Regions from separate parts of the Mus musculus genome. Here region 1 is linked to region 2. The links are chromatin contacts, called in public Hi-C maps. All regions are on one chromosome and are shown on one strand. The core of a region is the stretch at or near the end of the contact, and the rest is flanking DNA. Distances in the headings are between cores, read along the strand shown. Region 1 has its middle 13 kb from the start of Kalrn. Region 2 overlaps Kalrn (kalirin, RhoGEF kinase).

Region 1 (4,481 bases), core at 1,083-3,582, 220 kb after region 2:
ACAATGTAAATGTGTTGTATTTGCATACATTTTAAGTTCTCAAAGACAAAAGTGAAGGTAAACTTTTAAAACCATGAGCAATGCCAAAATAGCATCCAAGAGACAAATGTTTGCCACATTTGCATCAATACATAATTCAAAGGACAAATATTCTTAACTTATAAGAAACTGCTAAAAACATTAGAAAAAAATAGTAAGTATAAAATATAAAGTATAAAAATAAGTAAATATATAAACAGATAATTCACAAACATGGAAATGGAAATGTCTGAGGAAAACTGTAACTAGGAAAACACAACATAAAAATAATAACCAGGCCACATTTTACCCATCAGCTTGGCAAAACAAGCAAAAAGCCACAGTCATGCTGGAGAGTAAATTGATATAAGATTTTTAGACATCACCTTGGCAGAACTTATTAACATTTCTAGCATGCATAGCTCTCAGCCCAGTAATTCTACCTCTAAGACCCTCACCTACTACAAGATCAGTACCCATACACACCGCAATATATTCAATCAGTAAACCAAAAAAAGGCAAAAAGAGGAAGAGTAATCCAAATGACTAACAATAAATTATTAGTTAAGATAAACTATGATAATTATATTTAGAAATGTTTAACAAGGACAAGCAGTTTGATATGTTGCAACATGAAAGGATGTCTATGCTCCATTCTGTGTGGAAAAATGTGGTTTGCAAAATAAATGGCGATATCTGTATTATTCTACTTTGTGAACACACACACACACACACACACACACACACACACACACGAGTATATATTTCAGTGTGTGTCAAGAGAGCTCTGATAGAAAATTCACCAAACTGGTAGGAGAAGCTATCCCTAAGGAGTAGGGGATTCACTCAGAGATCTTTCTATGCTTTCATGGTGTAACTTTGTAGCATAGCCATTTGTTCCTCTGGTAATTTTCACAGCATTTCAGGCTGACAAAAATAGAAATCCAGATCTTTTTTCCCTCGGGGCCAGGCAACCGTTTCCTTCTCCACTTCCCACTCACAGGATACAGAATGTGAGATGGTTTCAGACAGCTCCCAACTTGGAATCACCACCAGGCTTATCCACCTCAGTGGCTGTTAGATGAAGTCGCACTGGTATGTCAGACATTTGCCTTTCACCCTCTGCTCTGCTCCACAGCCTTGGCTTGCCACAAGAATCCAGATGAGCACTCTGTGAACTTAAAGAGTTTCAGCAGGAGCCACAGCTCCTCTCAGGCTATTCATTTATCTGCCGCTTACAAATCTTAGGAGAGTTTGGTCAGTGAGAGCAATGTTTCTTCTCAGGTCCCAGTCCTACCCAAGAAGTGACTAGAGCAAAGTTTCTTAACCTCCTTAATGCTGCAATCCTTTAATACAATTCCTCGTGTTGTGGTGACTGCCCCAACCAAATTATTTCATTGCTACTTTATAACTGTAATTTTGCTACTGTTACAAACTGTAATGTAAATATCTGATATGTAGGATATCTGATATGTGACCCCTGTGAAAGGATAAGGGGTCAAGACACACAGGTTGGAAACCACTGCTATACAGGATTAGAATAATTCTGAGGCCACAGGGATGGCAATGAGGACAGAGCAGTGTGGTCCCTTTGTGGCATCTGTCAGAAATAAGGTGCTGAGCGTCATACCGTGCGCTCTCTAGTGGAGCATCCCTGCCTTGTGCTACAGGCTTTGACTAACCCACATCCCTATTCACTTGGAATATTCGGAGTGTGGGAAGCTGCAAGAAGTGGCAGGCGGCACAGACTAGCGGAAGATGATCACTGATCATGACTGCGTCTCCCATAATGCATCTCTCAGCAGACACCTCGAAGGCAGGGAGTCCAGGGGAAGAGAAGGGGCTCTCAGGGTAGATGTGGCTCCAAACAGATGCAGATGGATAACTCACAAACATTGGGGTACAACGCTGGCCTGAGGTAAGCCCTGAACCTGAGTTCCATCTGTCATATTTTACTGCTTTTTATCTCAGACTCAACAACTATACCCACGTAAGAACATGCCTCTCACAATCTTGGAATTTCCAAGGACCCCGTTGAGAAGCCACTCATCTTCCCTATCTTTATAACCAAAAACAGAAAGAAAGAAAAAAAAAAAAACTCAAAGCCAAAAATCCCCAGACCTTCATGTGTCGTAACTAAAAACACTCAGTAAACAAAGCCAGTCCTTGGGCTCCCTTGGGGAGTAATTGTCTAAGAATGCTTCTTTACTTTCAGCTGGTGAAAGAAAAAGGCACAGACGTGCTAAGACTGTGCAGAGCGCATCTTGAAAACATTAATTTTTCCGAACACCAATGTGTGGCTCACGTGCCTCATCAGAGCAGGCAGTGACGGGCAGTGAGAAGAACCCTAAAGACACTGGTTTTGCTGCTGGGACACACAACTACTGAGGAAGTGGTTACTGTAAGCCCTGGGTACAGGATAGAAATTTATAAGGCATGGGGGCAAGATCTGGCACCATGCCTTGGCTCTGAAGCTTGGGGTTGGACCATCAGTTCTGAGGAAGGTAGAGAAAAGGCGGAATCCATCCTTCCTTCCATCTCTATTCCTGGCCAATTGCTTAGGACAAAGTTGTCAATCACCTCATCTACTCTCCTCCAGCCAGTCTTTAAGATGTGCAGCCCCAGCAATCATTGCAAGTGGCTACATCTAGGAGAGGTTGCCCCTCTCCTGAGTTGTGGCCCCTAAAACATTTCCCCTTCTTCTCCCCACTCAGAGATAGGAGCCATTCTTGTAGCTCCAGGTCTGTTCACAAGAAACAAGACAAAGCCAAGCCATCCACTGAGGCAAGGAAAGAAAGACTCAATAATTAGAACATGTCAGAGGCTCTGTCAGTGTCAACTAGACATCCTCTAAGCTGACTGCTACCACCAAAACCTAGGCATATCTAATTGCATGCCAAGATCCTATGGGGGAGTACAGAGAGGGGTGGGGAGACAGAGAGAAACACGAGAGGAGAGAGAGAGAGAGAGAGAGAGAGAGAGAGAGAGAGAGAGAGAGAGAGAGAGAAGGAGGAGACAGAGAGACATACAGACAGAGTCAGAGAGACTGACTGATTTATGCATTATCACTACCTAGACTCTGGAGGCAACCACCCTCCTATGTCAAAGCTACCTCCCATAGTCATGTGATATCCATCAAATCACTCCACGTTTCTGTGCCTCCAATTTTTGTGCAAAATGAGGATGTTAGTAACACCTAACTAAGTTAATAAATATAATAATACACCCCACCCAGCAGGTACTACACATGAGTATAAGACAGTGATGATCACCATGGTGTTGCCAGCCTATACTTTCCACACTAAGCTGTCTCTTCCCTTTAGACCATCACATATGCTCTTCACAGGCTTTGGAAGGCTGCTCCCACTCTGCCTTCATCTAATTCTCTAGACCCACAGGAAACCTTCTCCGGGCAACTTAGTTGGGCCACACACTGGCCGTCCACAGGACCCTATGACATTTAAGCTCTCTCTGTGTCCTTCTGTCCAACCGACTCCTGTTCATTGTCCTATGTCAAATTTCTGGCTGAGAAAAATCTTTGAAAGGATAAATAGAGAGTGAATGAAGAGCAGCTCTCCCTTGTTCAGCAAGCACTTACTATGTAGCCACTTACCCTGAATCACATCCTGAACCATGACTGAGAATACAAGAAGGAACAGAATACCCTGGCTGCTAATCACAAGCTCTCAGCTGCATCAACAGTTTGCCTTGCAGCAGCAACTCAAGGTGAAAGGGGGTTGACCGGGATGGAACAGCTAGACAATCCTGCTTTACTCAGCATGCCTTGGAACATCCTTGGGGCACCAAGGCTGGGGATATGGGAAGAGACAGGAAGTATCTAGCTTTGGAACCTAATTTTCAGTATCAACCTTGAGCTGACAATGTTGCTTCTTATCTTCTTTCCCAGGCCTCCATCTGTTCTGTCCCACCCCCCCATACAGATGGGGTCCTACTCCTATTACATAAAGCAGTTCCTGGACTACTCAAAGTGCCCCTGTGCAGGGACTTCAGGGAGACCCTGAAGTAGTGCAAATACAGCCACAGTCTAAGGCCCTGGCCTTGTTGAGTCCTGGGCAGTGACTACGCACTTAGTCTAACCCCTTAACAACAGCCAGACTAAGAGGAGAATGGACCTGGGCAATTACTCATCCCATAGATAAACATAAGATATAAATATGCAATTAAAGAGTTTATTTTAGGGGGGAAAGAATAAAAGAAGGAGTGGAATGGCCCAGACCAAAGCAAGAGGTCAAGCAGATACAATCTTTCAGAGAGAGAGGAATGCAGGTTTGTCTAGGGTGGGTTTGTTTAACTTGAACTAAGCAGTTGAAACCTTGACTCTGTTCGCCATCCCTACGTTTGAGGGGGGAGGGGGAAAGGAGGAGAGGGTTAGAAAGGGTGGCCTTTTCCTTATAAGGTGATTTATCAAGTACGGGCCCAGCTTATCCAAGAGAAACTCTGGC
Region 2 (4,451 bases), core at 1,763-4,262:
TCTATTAAAGAAATGGACAGTACTGTGTAGTATTTTTACAGGAATGGACTCAGACTGGCAGGGCTCAGTCACCCTTGCTCAAGCTTGCCACACTCCGTTACTATGATCCCCTGCACATGTGTCCCTATTCGACCCCAGCCCACTTAAGTTACGTCCAAGTTCAGAAGACCTACATTCACTCTGATTTTGTTTCCTCTCTGCTCAGAATTCTTCCATTAGTAACAACATGAATTGTTTAGCTTGGTGCCCAGGGCTCTAGAATCAGTATGTTAAGGCCCAAGGATTCACTACTTATGAACATAACTAAAAATAAGTTGAAGGCATTAAGTAGTCTAAAGGGGTCAGTGGCCTCCTGCGAAGGGACTTCCTCCTCTCATCATCTCCCTCACTCTGACAGGCTTCCCAAATAGACTGGGGAAGTGCTGGGCCTGCCTTGCAAGGTCATCATCTTTGGAGGATCACTCTTCAGTCAGGATGGAGTTTTCACTAATACACATACACACACAAACATACACACATATACACACACATTCACACACACATACACTCACACACACACTATCACACACACTCACACACACAAGCATGCACACACATTCAAAAACACAAACTCGCACCCTTGCATGCATGCACATACACTCAAAAACATACACATGTGTGCATACACATACACACACTCAAACACACATGCACACACAGCAACACCATGGGAGATAGTTGCGATGGGAACAAGAAGCAAGGCACACAGAAAGAGGGTGTAGAGGGCAGGTGGATGTAGGATGGAAATGGGATCCAGAGGAAGAAGGTACAAGAGGAACACGAAAATCCCAGGAAGAAGTATATGAACATGGAAGCAACTAGCCTCTGACCTGCGGCATCCAAGAAAATGCAGAGAGAAGCGGCACCCATTGCCTCCCTCTTCCTAGGGGAGAAGGGTGGAGCATGCCCAATAAAGTGAAAGCACATAGAGACAGGTGTGTGTGTGTGTGTGTGTGTGTGTGTCCCTATCTTCCCTCCAATCAGAGAGCTATTCTGCCCTCCTTCCCTCCTTCCCTTGGCACACTCAGCTAAGCCTCCTGGTACTCTGGCTGGGATTTCGTTCTGCCTAAAGAATTCTTGTGTTTTATACTTGAAAATGTCTGAATGAGTGGATTATCACCATTAAAAATTTAAGTGAGAAATTTAAAGTGCTAATTACTGCCACAGGCAAGTGAGTTTTATTCAAATATATGCTACAAAGGACGGAACCAGCAAGGCTGAGTTAACATCACAGGCTGTGAAAAATGGGAACTGGGAGCTGGTGTCCTAGAGTAACTTGTATCATGTGTAAGGAGGTGTAGAGAGGAGTTCTTAAATGATGGGGCACAAGGAAAGGTTGCAGGGAGTAAGTGTGACTGTTCTTGTGACACAGTTTGAGGATCAGTCTTAGGCTGCCAGTAGGAACCCAACATAGGAAAAATCTCTCCCAGGGCTCTTTCGATCAGTGATGTTCCACACTAAATGAAAAACCCCTAAAGCTGGGGTGTGTCTTATTCTCACTCTCCCCCATGGTGCTGCAGTGTAAGCTAATGGCATGAGCTCCAATGTCAGGTAGACCTGGGTTTGATGCTAATCTGCCATCAGGAGTTGGATTAGAAGTGAGTTGACTTAACCTATCTCTGCCTCAATTTCCTTCTCAGAAGGATGGAGACCAAACTGCCACCTACCTCATGGTGTTGGGAGATTAAATAGGAAAAAGCAAGTGAAGGGACTAGATGTCCAATCATATTTCCTCATACAGATGGCGAATCCTGAGCTCTGAACAATGTACCTTCTAATCTTTTCTTTGATGTTTGACTGTCTTCCCAATGTTCTTATCATAAGATTGGTCCATTTCTAATCTGACAACTCTTCATATGTGTATTCTAAGATCTGATTGTGTGCACAAGGTGCATGAGTCTTTCGCTCTTAGACTTTAATCTTTCCCTGTGTAGGAAAAGTTAGTTTCCAGCCTCATCGTGTTTTGGTCACCTTTTGTTGCTGTTGCTAATCATTTTCAAGGCAACCCACAATGCACACCTTTTACTACATAATATTGCTAATTGGATTATTTAATGGCTAAACTCACTTAGTCTGATTAGGGAGCTATAGTCACTACAGTTAATGAATGACTGATTATCTGTAATTAAAAAAATACTCACAATTCTCTTTCAGGCATTTTTTTGGCAAACAAAATAAACAGAGTAAAATCTATAATTTTCCACATGAGGCACCAGGAAAATTAATGCAGGAAGATTGCTGTGCAGCTCAGGAAGTCTGGTTCTAACAGTACTCTTCATCAGCTCAGAACATTGCCACCATGCAAGCCAAATCTTGATGCCACTCCTCTGTTAGCTTACAGGAGCAGACTGTTTAAAAACAAGATGTTCTTTTTAAGGGGAGGCATGGGAGCCTCAAAGGTGCCACCTCCCCATGAACACACCCATCTTCCAGCCTGCAGTGGGCACACAGCCAGACTTCCTCTCTCTGCTCTGCCTGTATATGGCTTAGTGCTTTGCACTCTGACCTTCCTAAGAACACTGCTCCAAGCTCTCTGCCTATGCACCAAGAACCAGTGTGACTCTCACCCCACCACCAGAGGGAGCTCTACGCTGGACTACACCAGTTCATTCTTTTGCTTTCTGCCTGGAACCAGAAAGCCCTATGGTGCATATGTCTTCTCAGGAGCAGGGGCTTCAAACTACCAGCATAACTAGACAGTCCAAAAAACACTGTAGGGCCATTAAACAAAACAAAAAACAGGCAAGGAAGAAAGGGAGGCAGAACAAGTTGACCTGCTGGGTTACTCTGAAAACAGTTCCTCTGACTAAGAAAACACACAAGCAATTTACTTCTCACAACAAATAGATGTCTAGTTAGTAGTTACTCCCTGCTCTTCCCAACCATATGAGGTCTATGTGGGCTTTTGCACACACAGGAAGCCAGAGGAGTTACAGGACCATAAAAGGCATAAGGTGGAGACTGGCTGATGCTGATAGGACTGCTTTTATGCCTGATGCTGACAGGGACTTCTTTTATGGCTGTTGCTCAATGCTGTTCTATGCTAAGCTGAGGGGAAAAAAAAACCCTGAAAAAACCTCCACACTGACTGAATAGCAGGCAACCTTCTCTTTCTTCGGTTAATGAATCCAAATTCCAGTTTTACCTGTAAGCCAAATTTCCAACATTCCCACACCCAGCAGTGAGAAAGAAAGCTGAGAACACGCCTGTGGGGACCAAGGGAAGGAAACTTCTAGAAGCAAGTGTTTAAATGGAATCTCTCCCACTGACATCTTTGGCTTACACATCTCTCCTTCACAATGATTTCAAGCCTAAAAGGGCAAAATATTCCTACCAGGGTAAGATCTAACTCCAGAAATAGCACTGGGGCAAGATGGCAGACAGGCGGAGCTTGGCCCGCCCTCCATCATCCCGTTAGGAGACTGGCTCTTTCTTCTGTCTGCATTTTGCACCATTGTTCCTCCCTCTGCAGCTACACCTGCCTTAATGGCTTTCCTCTTTAAGTCCGCTCCCCCTTTCTTTGCTCACTGCCTGTCATTCTTTGTATGTGGTCTATCTTCCCCTGTGTGTAATATGCATCATTCTGTCTTCCCTGTCTTATTTTCTATCTTCTTGTGTCTCTCTTGGGCCTTTTTCTAAGACAACTGGAGTGTGGACTAGACTACCTACTTTCTGCTCCTGGCATTACCATCACCTAGCTGTGTGGTTATGACCAAGTCTCTTGACACTGATGGGACTCAATTCCCTCAACTGTATAGTCAGTTTGACTGGCTATGGTTTTGTTTTATTTATTTATTTTAATTTTTATTGGATATTTTCTTTATTTACATCTCAAACATTATCCCCTTTCCTGGTTTCCCCTCCAAAAAATACCCTTCCCCTACCCCCTCTCCCTGCTCCCCCCACTCACCAACCCACCCACTCCTGCTTCCTGACCCTGGCATTCCCCCACACTGGGGGATAGAGCCTTCATAGGACAAAGGGCCTCTCCCCCATTGATGTCCGACTAGGCAATCCTCTGCTGCATATGCAGCTGGAGCCATGAGTCCCACCATGTGTGCTCTTTGGTTGATGGTTTAGTCCCTGGGAGCTCTGAGGGTACTGGTTAGCTATGTTGATTGCTGGCTGTGTTGAGCTTTGAGATTTAGTCACTGAATGTAATGGAGTCCTTTATCAGCCAACATACAGAGAGGATGTTGAGGAGTTCCCAACAACACAAGCACCAGGGGGCACCCAAGGACCATGGACAGAGAATGTGGTCATGTGATAGGCAGCTACTGTATTTGATTCTGTGTCATGAGGAAGGTGCTATTGTTTTAGAAGTGGGGGGAAAACCCCAGAAGCATCATGGGATGCAGCGATTTGTCCGTGTTCTGCTGGTCGCAGAGATCAGACGTGCTGAGGAACATGAT

What was found. Hi-C and Micro-C count contacts between places; a contact is called where the count stands out from the background.
Region 1: a Hi-C map of uterus shows a contact between it and region 2, with 2.6 times the contacts expected there. The contact joins two enhancer-like sites. A contact is called at or near these places in 29 of 484 Hi-C or Micro-C datasets (the AML12 cell line, the AtT-20 cell line, the C2C12 cell line and 20 more), 2 of 115 datasets of contacts at active chromatin or transcription factors (astrocytes and fibro-adipogenic progenitors) and 1 of 9 other capture datasets (adipose tissue).

Annotation. Positions count from the first base shown.
Region 1 is chr16:34,524,354-34,528,834 of GRCm38.p6, forward strand. It overlaps a transcript of Kalrn not described here. Among named protein-coding and RNA genes, the nearest start is that of Kalrn, 13 kb to the left of the region's middle. Within about 2 kb of position 2,333, at least 47 of the 459 cell types and tissues checked have an H3K27ac peak or open chromatin away from gene starts, as enhancers often do. A contact at or near this core is called in uterus, where this site is marked.
Region 2 is chr16:34,299,704-34,304,154 of GRCm38.p6, forward strand. The region is part of intron 9 of Kalrn (kalirin, RhoGEF kinase); the gene reads right to left. Among named protein-coding and RNA genes, the nearest start is that of Gm41448, 180 kb to the left of the region's middle. Within about 2 kb of position 3,013, at least 3 of the 459 cell types and tissues checked have an H3K27ac peak or open chromatin away from gene starts, as enhancers often do. A contact at or near this core is called in uterus, where this site is marked.